Regions from separate parts of the Zea mays genome. Here region 2 is linked to region 1. A link is a contact called in public Hi-C data. All regions are on one chromosome and are shown on one strand. The core of a region is the stretch at or near the end of the contact, and the rest is flanking DNA. Distances in the headings are between cores, read along the strand shown. Region 1 holds the start of LOC100283598. Region 2 has its middle 26 kb from the start of LOC100384836.

The links. A called contact is a pair of places that touch in the nucleus more often than the background predicts.
Region 2: a contact with region 1 is called in a Hi-C map of endosperm, with 2.3 times the contacts expected there. The contact joins the enhancer-like site here to the promoter of LOC100283598 in region 1. A contact is called at or near these places in 5 of 25 Hi-C or Micro-C datasets (ear, endosperm, leaf and 2 more).

What each region holds. Positions count from the first base shown.
Region 1 is chr6:161,433,137-161,437,360 of Zm-B73-REFERENCE-NAM-5.0, reverse strand. It overlaps LOC100283598, which reads left to right and starts at 2,614. Exons shown (of 5, transcript NM_001371952.1): 1 at 2,614-2,805; 2 at 3,175-3,360; 3 at 3,456-3,749. The coding sequence starts at 2,761.
Region 2 is chr6:161,474,690-161,478,946 of Zm-B73-REFERENCE-NAM-5.0, reverse strand. No RefSeq gene overlaps it. Among protein-coding and RNA genes, the nearest start is that of LOC100384836, 26 kb to the left of the region's middle. Within about 2 kb of position 2,111, at least 19 of the 20 cell types and tissues checked have an H3K27ac peak or open chromatin away from gene starts, as enhancers often do. A contact at or near this core is called in ear, endosperm, leaf and 2 more, where this site is marked.

The DNA of each region.
Region 1 (4,224 bases), core at 1,365-3,864:
GGCACATTGGTCCGTCGGAGTAGACAGATAACGTCTACCTTGGAAGAACTCGCCCCCGGACGAATCCCGTGGCACCGAGCCATGGTCAGGCGTGGCAGAACCAGACAGAGGGGTCGATCATGACGATGGAAAACCAGTCGAGTGGATCCCGCGCTTTGCTCGAGACCGACCTGTCATAAATAATCGACTGCACTAACTGCGCATAGCGCCGAGCCACAACGGAGGCGCCGGTCTACCTCCCACTCATGACCTACGAACCCCTCGGACCATAGAGCACTCATGAACTACAATCCCTTGGACTATGGCACATTTATGACCTGCGCATCCCCAATTAGTAGAGCACTCATCACCTATCGGGACGAGGCTTGGGTGCACAGACCGCTTGCAGCGTGCAACACGACGAGTCACACCAAGCCCAGGGCTACGAAGGCTAGGGGTCAGTATAGCTCAAATGATGGTGTCTTGTCTCACACCAACGTCGTCTGTAATAAAGAATACAGGACAACCAAACGACCGCAGGCACATGTGGCTTTAACCCATGGTAAGACGCCCAGTTTTACCATCGCCTGGTAGCTCATTCCCAAAGAAGCCACCACGGGTCGACCCCCCTCCTTAGCCTATAAAAGGAGGAGGCCACCCCCCGAACACGGGAACTTCCTTTCGGACGGACGACGCAAGGACGAACACCAGACGAGACGACGCCTAGAAGATCGACGAACAGGAGGAGGACCCCGATGCTGGAGCCTCGTCGCCAAGCTAAGACTTAGCTAGGACTCAACCTTTTAACCACCTCAACCACGAACAAGCGACTTCGGAGCCTCTCCTCACTCTCTCGCACTGCTTGTAACCCCTATTACGAGCTTCGATCATCAATGGTATCGGTAGCGCAAACCGTTGATGATTGGATGTAGGGACATTCTGCCCAAACCAGTCTAAACCTTGCGCCCACCGCGCACACCGTCCGGAGCCCGGAACACGAACAATAAATCTACTTGTCGAAGCGAGGTTTGAAACACCGACAGTTGGCTTGCCAGGTTGGGGACTTGCACGTTCCACGACGATGTTCTTCAAAGCTCCTAATGGCTGGCAACGACGTTGACATGGTCAGGACTCCCGGAACAACCATCAGTTTTGGGAATCTTGATTTCATTGTCGGTAGTAAGGAAACAATGGGTCGGGCCTCGAAAGCCCTGGTTCCCTGGATGAGCAAATCACTCGACGTCATCGAAGGGTTTGGCTACCTGTGGCTCGGTCCTTCAGGAGGTGGCGACCAGCAACGGCGCGTGCCACAACCCGCTTTCGCCGAGGTCGCGGGTATGCTAGGCCCCATCTAGGGTCTATTTCGCGACCTCCTCTCGCCAGAGTCAGAAAGCGAACTGGTTCCCATGTCAAGTGGGATTGGTCGCGACTGGACCTAGGAGTGCCTCATGGTCACCTCGGTAGGGGACCCCTCTTCTTATGGAGAACCTAGAGGAGGCCCCACTAGTGCTGCGATATACACCGTAACTTCCGCCCTGCTTCGATTCGACCTGTTATCCCAGGAACTGTCCTCGGGACAAGGCTTCACTAAGGGCGGTCGAGGTTCCATAACCAGGAGGTGGGGCTGCCACGACGTCGAACGGTGTGACTGCGACGTAGTTTTTGGCCAACACACGCCATAGCGTTTAGCGCCCGCTGCCGCCGCTTGACCTACAGTGGGGTTGGCTCACCGCGATTTCCCCGAGCAAGCTAGAACGTCGTGCCGCCACAACGCTTTTGGACAAACTCCTCGAGGCGAAAACTCCAAGCGAACAAAGGACCCACCAAGGAATTTGGGGCTTCCTCAAACTCGCAGTTTGGCAGCAGCCAGCAGGTCGAATCTTCTACATCACAACATTAGGAACTTAGGGTTGACCGATGCACCACATTCATGCCATCGAGGAACGACGCCATGCTGGGGCAGCCGCCCGGATCCGAGAAAGGCACGGAACGAACCTCGCTCTGTCGGCGCCTAGGGCTTGGTAGAAGAGCGCGTAGCACGCCCAATCCAGAAAAAAGAAAGAGAATACAGAGGGGGCTAGACATAGAACAACTGGTGTCGCAGAGGCCCCTTCAATCCTGATGAGGACCTAAGCCTAAGCCCCCGCCCCGATACCTCGGGCTTTTAGCCACCGCATCCTTCAGGCACCCGTTATGTTTGGGCTAAGCTTATTTAAATTTTAATTTTATGAAAATAGCTAGCTCATTAATAGTACGAGTATGACATAACAAATTACCGTTGTAACGTATGAAGATATTTGCTAATTATTGTCAAAATATAATCTTCTAAGATTGACGATATGAGCGTTTCCTTGCTAAAAGAAGGGTAACTGTTTACATACATGCGCATTTGTTTATTTCCCTAAAAGACAAGGTGTCATGTGCAATAACACTGAAACTGAGTCCCCCTCTTGTCCGGCCGCCGCTGCCAGCTTGTATCTCGTAATATCTTACTCATTTTTTCCGTTAAAAAAGAAAAGCTTTTCATTTTACACCTCACCTCCCCGTCCCACCACGTACAAAGGCGACGCGAGCAGCGTTTGCTTCCCTTTCCCTGCTGTGCTCGGCCTCGCCGCTTCCTCTGCCCTGGCTCAACGATTCCTCCGCTTTTCCTTTTTCAAAATCGCCCTTTCCTCGTGCGCGTGTCGACTCCTTCCTGCTCGCCGCCGGGTCTGGGCTGGGTGACGCTGCCTCGGATGAGGCCGCGCTGACCGGAGCCGTAGCCGGACCACCCGCCCACCCATGGCGCGCCCGCAGCGCGTGTATGAGGCTTGGAAAGGGAACAATGTAAAGATCCTGCCCTCTCTTTCCCCTGCCCCCCTCGCTTCATCTTATTAGTTCTTGAACCGGGAATCTGGGTTGCACTGTTCGGTTCTTTCGTGGGGAATTCCGCTTCCGCTTCTTGCTGTACGGGGTCGTTTTGGTAGAGTTGGTTCGCGTCTGGTCTGTACTTATTATGCCAGCGTGCTGTTTAATACTTTATCGTTCTCGGCGATTCCAGGCACGAACATGAACAGTAGATTGCGTGGGATGCGTGGCTCATGTTATCTTGTTTGCTGTCCTGTGAACCTGTGTGTGTGTGTGTGTGTGTGTGTGTGTGGAACTGTCAATGTGCGGCCCTACTGCATTCTGACGTAGTTCGTTCGCTGTCTGCAGAAATTCTTCTTTGGTGGGAGGCTCATATTCGGACCTGACGCCAAGTCACTGATCCTGTCTGTTTCGCTCATTGTGGCCCCGGTATTGGTCTTCTGCGGATTCGTTGCTCGGCATCTTCGCCACCACTTCCCGGCTTACAATGCTGGATATGCGATTCCTGCGGTAGCTGTAGTGTTTATGATTTATGTGAGTTCTGTGTGCTGATTCCTGCTGGTATCGATCAGTTAGCATTCGCGATATGCTCTTGGCTGAGCACGGATCATTGTTTTCCTTCTGTGTAGGTGCTAGTCCTGCTCTTGATTACATCAGCGCAGGATCCTGGGATCGTTCCCCGCGCAGCCCACCCGCCGGAGGATGAGTTTTCTTATGGCAACGCTTTGTCTGGGGGCACGCCTGGGAGGCTACAATTCCCCCGTGTAAAGGAAGTACTGGTTAATGGGATGCCTGTGAAAGTGAAGTATTGTGACACCTGCATGATTTATCGGCCTCCTCGATGCTCACACTGTTCGATATGCAACAATTGTGTAGAGCGCTTTGACCATCATTGCCCCTGGGTTGGACAATGCATTGGGCAGGTAGATAGTCCTATTTCTCTACTGTAATCTAGCGTATTTTTTATGATTTGTTGCTGTATCAACTAGCAAACATAAATAGACCCTGAACATGTTGATTTCACATGTCTGTCAAAAAAGCATGTACTTTTCATATGAATATGTCTAGATTCCTGGAATATCTACACACAAGAGAAGTGTTACACAATATTTGTTGTTCCTCTGGTTATTGCTTATAAATGCATTCGCTTCGTTTTGCACTTTTCTTATATGGTGTGATGCTAGTCAGCCTGCTTTTAGTTAAAATATTTCGAGTACTCTAGAACACAGGCTGGAACCTTGTTCCATTATTTTTTAAAAAGTACTCTTGACGGCTCAAAAAAAGTAAGTGAATGCAAATCAAATGGTTCAATGCTGTGCAAGCATAGTATATAAGTGCCAGAGGGAGGTTGGAATAGCCTTATATGAGTTTTCTTATATGGGCTTTGTTTGGTGTTGG
Region 2 (4,257 bases), core at 862-3,361, 42 kb before region 1:
CAACAAGTCCTTCAGCTTCTGCCATGAAGTGATCGTTCCTGGTCGAAGGGAGGAATACCAGGTTTGAGCAACACTTCTGACAGCCATAACGAAAGATTTGGCCATGACAGAAGCATTGCCACCGTACGAAGACACTGTTGCTTCGTAGCTCATCAAAAACTGCTTCGGGTCTGAGTGGCCATCAAATACGGGGAGCTGAGGCGGCTTGTAGGACGGAGGCCAAGGTGTAGCCTGCAGCTCAGTGGACAGGGGAGAAGCATCATCAAAAACAAAATTCCCATGATGGAAATTGTCATACCAGTCATCTTCGTTGGGAAAACCCTCCTGATGAAGGTCTTGATGCTGAGGCCTTCGGTGTTGCTCATCCTGAGCAAGATGACGAACTTCTTCAGAGGCTTCGTCTATCTGCCTCTGCAGTTCAGCTAGCCTGGCCATCTTCTCCTTCTTGCGTTGAACCTGCTGCTGAAGGATTTCCAGATTTTGAATCTCCTGATCTAGATCATCCTCCGGAGGTGTTGGACTGGTAGCCTTCCTCTTCTGGCTTCGTGCCTCTCTAAGAGAAAGGACGTCTTGATTGGGGTCCAGCGGCTGCAGCGTGCCAGCCCCTGGTGCTGAAGCCTTCTTCGGCGGCATGACGAAGGTGATGCTTGCCGAAGGTGTTGAAAAGCTCAAGAAATGGAAGTGAGTTCACCGGAGGTGGGCGCCAATGTTGGGGACTTGTTCTCAAGTGCTATGAGTTAAGAACAAGGCAACATAGAAAATGTTAATCGTTAAAGTCCTTCGTCCTCCGAAGCATTATTTCCCTTAGGATATAATGGTTTACGGACGAAGGTTATGAAGGACATACCTTCATAAATTCATTAAACAATGACGAAGGAGAAAATCTAAAGGATGTAAAAGACAATATGGACGATTATTTATTATTATCAAGCATAAACGGAAACATTATTGAATTACAAGTATACCTTTAGTCGAGAAGGGATGACAATACAGGCGTGACGCAAAAAGTGAATGCCAAGTCAGCGTGAACAGTACGGGGATACTGTTCACCTATTTATAGACACGAGACACAGCCCTTACAAAATTACATTCATGCCCTTTACATTTGATAATAACTCTATAGTAGTCTATCGAGGTCTGAATAGCCTTTTCATCTTTAAGTCGGTTCCACTCTTTGCTGTCGCGCCGAAGCTTTCCTGCTCGCACCTTCGGCTCTGTATCTACCTTCGTATTATTTCGGTCTACTGCAATGCCGACTTTAGTCCGAGGATACCTGTTCAAACATTGTACTGCAGAAATACTGTTAAATCCTGTTTTTGAGTACCTTCGGACGCCGAAGGTCCCCAACAGCTGGCTTAGGATATTGACGTGATAGATTTTTTTTTTTGAACGAAGATATTGACGTGATAGATTGCACGCATTATTTAGAGAGATTCCGGTCGTCGAATTGCAATATCGTACGTTCTCTATGGTTGATGTTCACATACGAATACTGGCATCAATATGTTTGTTTGGTTTTAATCAGTAGTGACTTCTACTATTTATACAATATTTTTGTCCCTATTTAGACTGATTTGATGGTAAGGGATCCCAACGGGATCCATGGGAGAAATTCACTTGCAATTCAATTTTGAATAACAAGGGGATTCATCCCCCATGGATCCCTTTGGGATCCCTTAGCACCAAATCAGCCCTAAGTTAGTTTTATTTGGGTTAATTTAATGAATTGGTTATTTAAGAACGAAAGTATATATAAAATTATTCTGATCCTCTGTCTTTGGGTCAGTGGATTGGCGAAGCCACACGTGCAGTTTTCTTAATTACTACTCGTGGAGTACTAGTAGGAGTAATAAATCCAGTTCTTCGTCAAATCATGTCCGTCCTTCTAGATTAGGCTGATTGATCTGACGAAGGCATGGCAGCCACAGGCTAGATCATAGCCCTAGCCCCTAGAGACTGTAGGGAGCTGATTTCGCCGTAGGCCTCTTGTGGCGCCTGTCGTCTGGGCCCACCTCGGCGTCCCATCGCAACTTCGATGTCCCCGACCCAGGGCCAGCAACTCGCTGGCTGGGCCTGGTGCACCGTGCATTCCCAACAGTGACTGACTGTTGTTGACCAGTCGTGGACCCCTACACCCACCTGGCACTGGCGACGCACGTGGTAGACGCGGTGTATGTGTATCTGTAACCTTTTGGTGGAAGCTGGAGCTGGAGCCGGAGCCGGAGCCTGGAGTTGGACTGATGCTGCTGAGCTGGCGTGTTTTGCGTGTAGCCCCTCACAGGTATTCGGATTTCATCATTACGGGTCATTCGGTACTTAGCGGTACGCGGTAGCTGTTCCATGAATGATGCCGTGGTGAACTGGTGATACCGTGCGCTAAGGCCGAATTTTTTGCATTTTAACCCTTCCTCGAAAACAATATCACGTTTAGACCCTAAAAAAATTTAATGTCATTTTTGGACCCTTTGCTCGGCGCCATAGCCTATGGCGCCGAGGTAACACAGCTCGGCGCCATAGGCTATGGCGCCGAGGTAGCTGCTACGCTGGCCCAAACGGATGACGTGGCGCTGACGTGGTACCGAGCTCGGCGCCATAGATCTTGGCACCGAGCTCGGTTTTGTACACAAAGGTCCTCTAGCTCAGTTGGTAGAGCGTAAGATTCTTAATCTTGTGGTTGTGGGTTCGAGCCCCACGGTGGGTGTTTTTTTGTCTTTGTCACTAATTTATTTTTTTGTTGTCTTATAAAAATCACAAATTTTATTCTTGGTCTCCATCTTCTTCATCTCCGGTTCTACCAGCCCGGGCGGCGGTAACACTCTCTTTTGCTCGTCAAACACAGCTTATGGGCACGCAGCAGAGACGGGATCTCCAGGCGAACACTCCAGCGTTGCGTAAACTTGACACGATGCTTCTCGTAAGCACCACCACTCCGATCCGTGCATACCACGTGATCCTCTCTCCTTTTCTGCTGTGTTCTTGCTTACCCACTGAGCAGAGCTAGCGCTGCATCGAACAGGACTACCTGGACAACTTCAAGGAACGCAAGCGATGGTCCCTATTGTGTTCAGATGATTTTACAAGAAAATAAAAAAATTAGCTGAACTACTTTGATTGCTTTCATTTGACGGTGATATATATATATATATATATATATATATATATATATATATATATATATATATATATATATAGCCATTGCGTTAAACAAAAACAAAAAATATCTAGATGAATAAACAAATCAGTCACAAAAACAAAAAATTTAGATGAGAAATAAATCTGGGCGGACAAATGAGCGACATAAACGAAAATATAGACAACAAAAAAATAAATTAGTGACAAAGACAAAAAAACACCCACCATGGGGCTCGAACCCAAAACCACAAGGTTAAGAGTCTTACGCTCTACCACTGAGCTAGACAACCTTTGCGTACAGAACCGAGCTCGGCGCCAAGATCTATGGCGCCGAGCTCGGTACCACGTCAGCGCCACGTCGTCCGTTTGGGCCAGCGTAGCAGCTACCTCGGCGCCATAGCCTATGGCGCCGAGCTGTGTTACCTCGGCGCCATAGGCTATGGCGCCGAGCAAAGGGTCCAAAAATGACATTAAAATTTTTTAGGGTCCAAACATGATATTATTTTCGAGGAAGGGTTAAAATGCAAAAAATTCGGGCGCTAAGGCTGGTTCGAGTGCACTGTCACTCTCGCCAATGTCACGCTAGCTTTAGATTCCACTCTCCTCTTGTTACTCTAGTGTATAACCTGTAGCAAGCTACAATCGTAGCCGGCTACAATTTCAGTCTATAGATACATTAATTTTCTATTTCATAATTAATTAACACAAAATAATATTTTTATAGAATTAAAAATTACAAAGTACATAATAATTAAAATAAAATTACATGAGATGATATCGGGGGACCAACTCGATATTATGTGAAGAGAGGGAAGTTCGAAAGAAAGATATAAGATAGAATGGTCTGCGGAATGAGCTCCACTCGGGTAGGAGTATTTATAGAGGGATTAGATATGAAACTTGTGGGGTTTTTTGCATTTTATGGACTCCAAACAGTCAAAAAATGTTAGTTGCAACGACTAACACACGTAGACCAATCAGGAGGCGCCACGTTGCTCTTGACCGCTGTCTTGTATGTGCTAGCGCATCGACCGCCTCTCGCCCTCCTCATGTCCGGGCGCGCTGAAAGGGAATTAGGCTTACACCTAGTTCCTAAATGATTTTGGTGGTTGAATTGCCCAACAC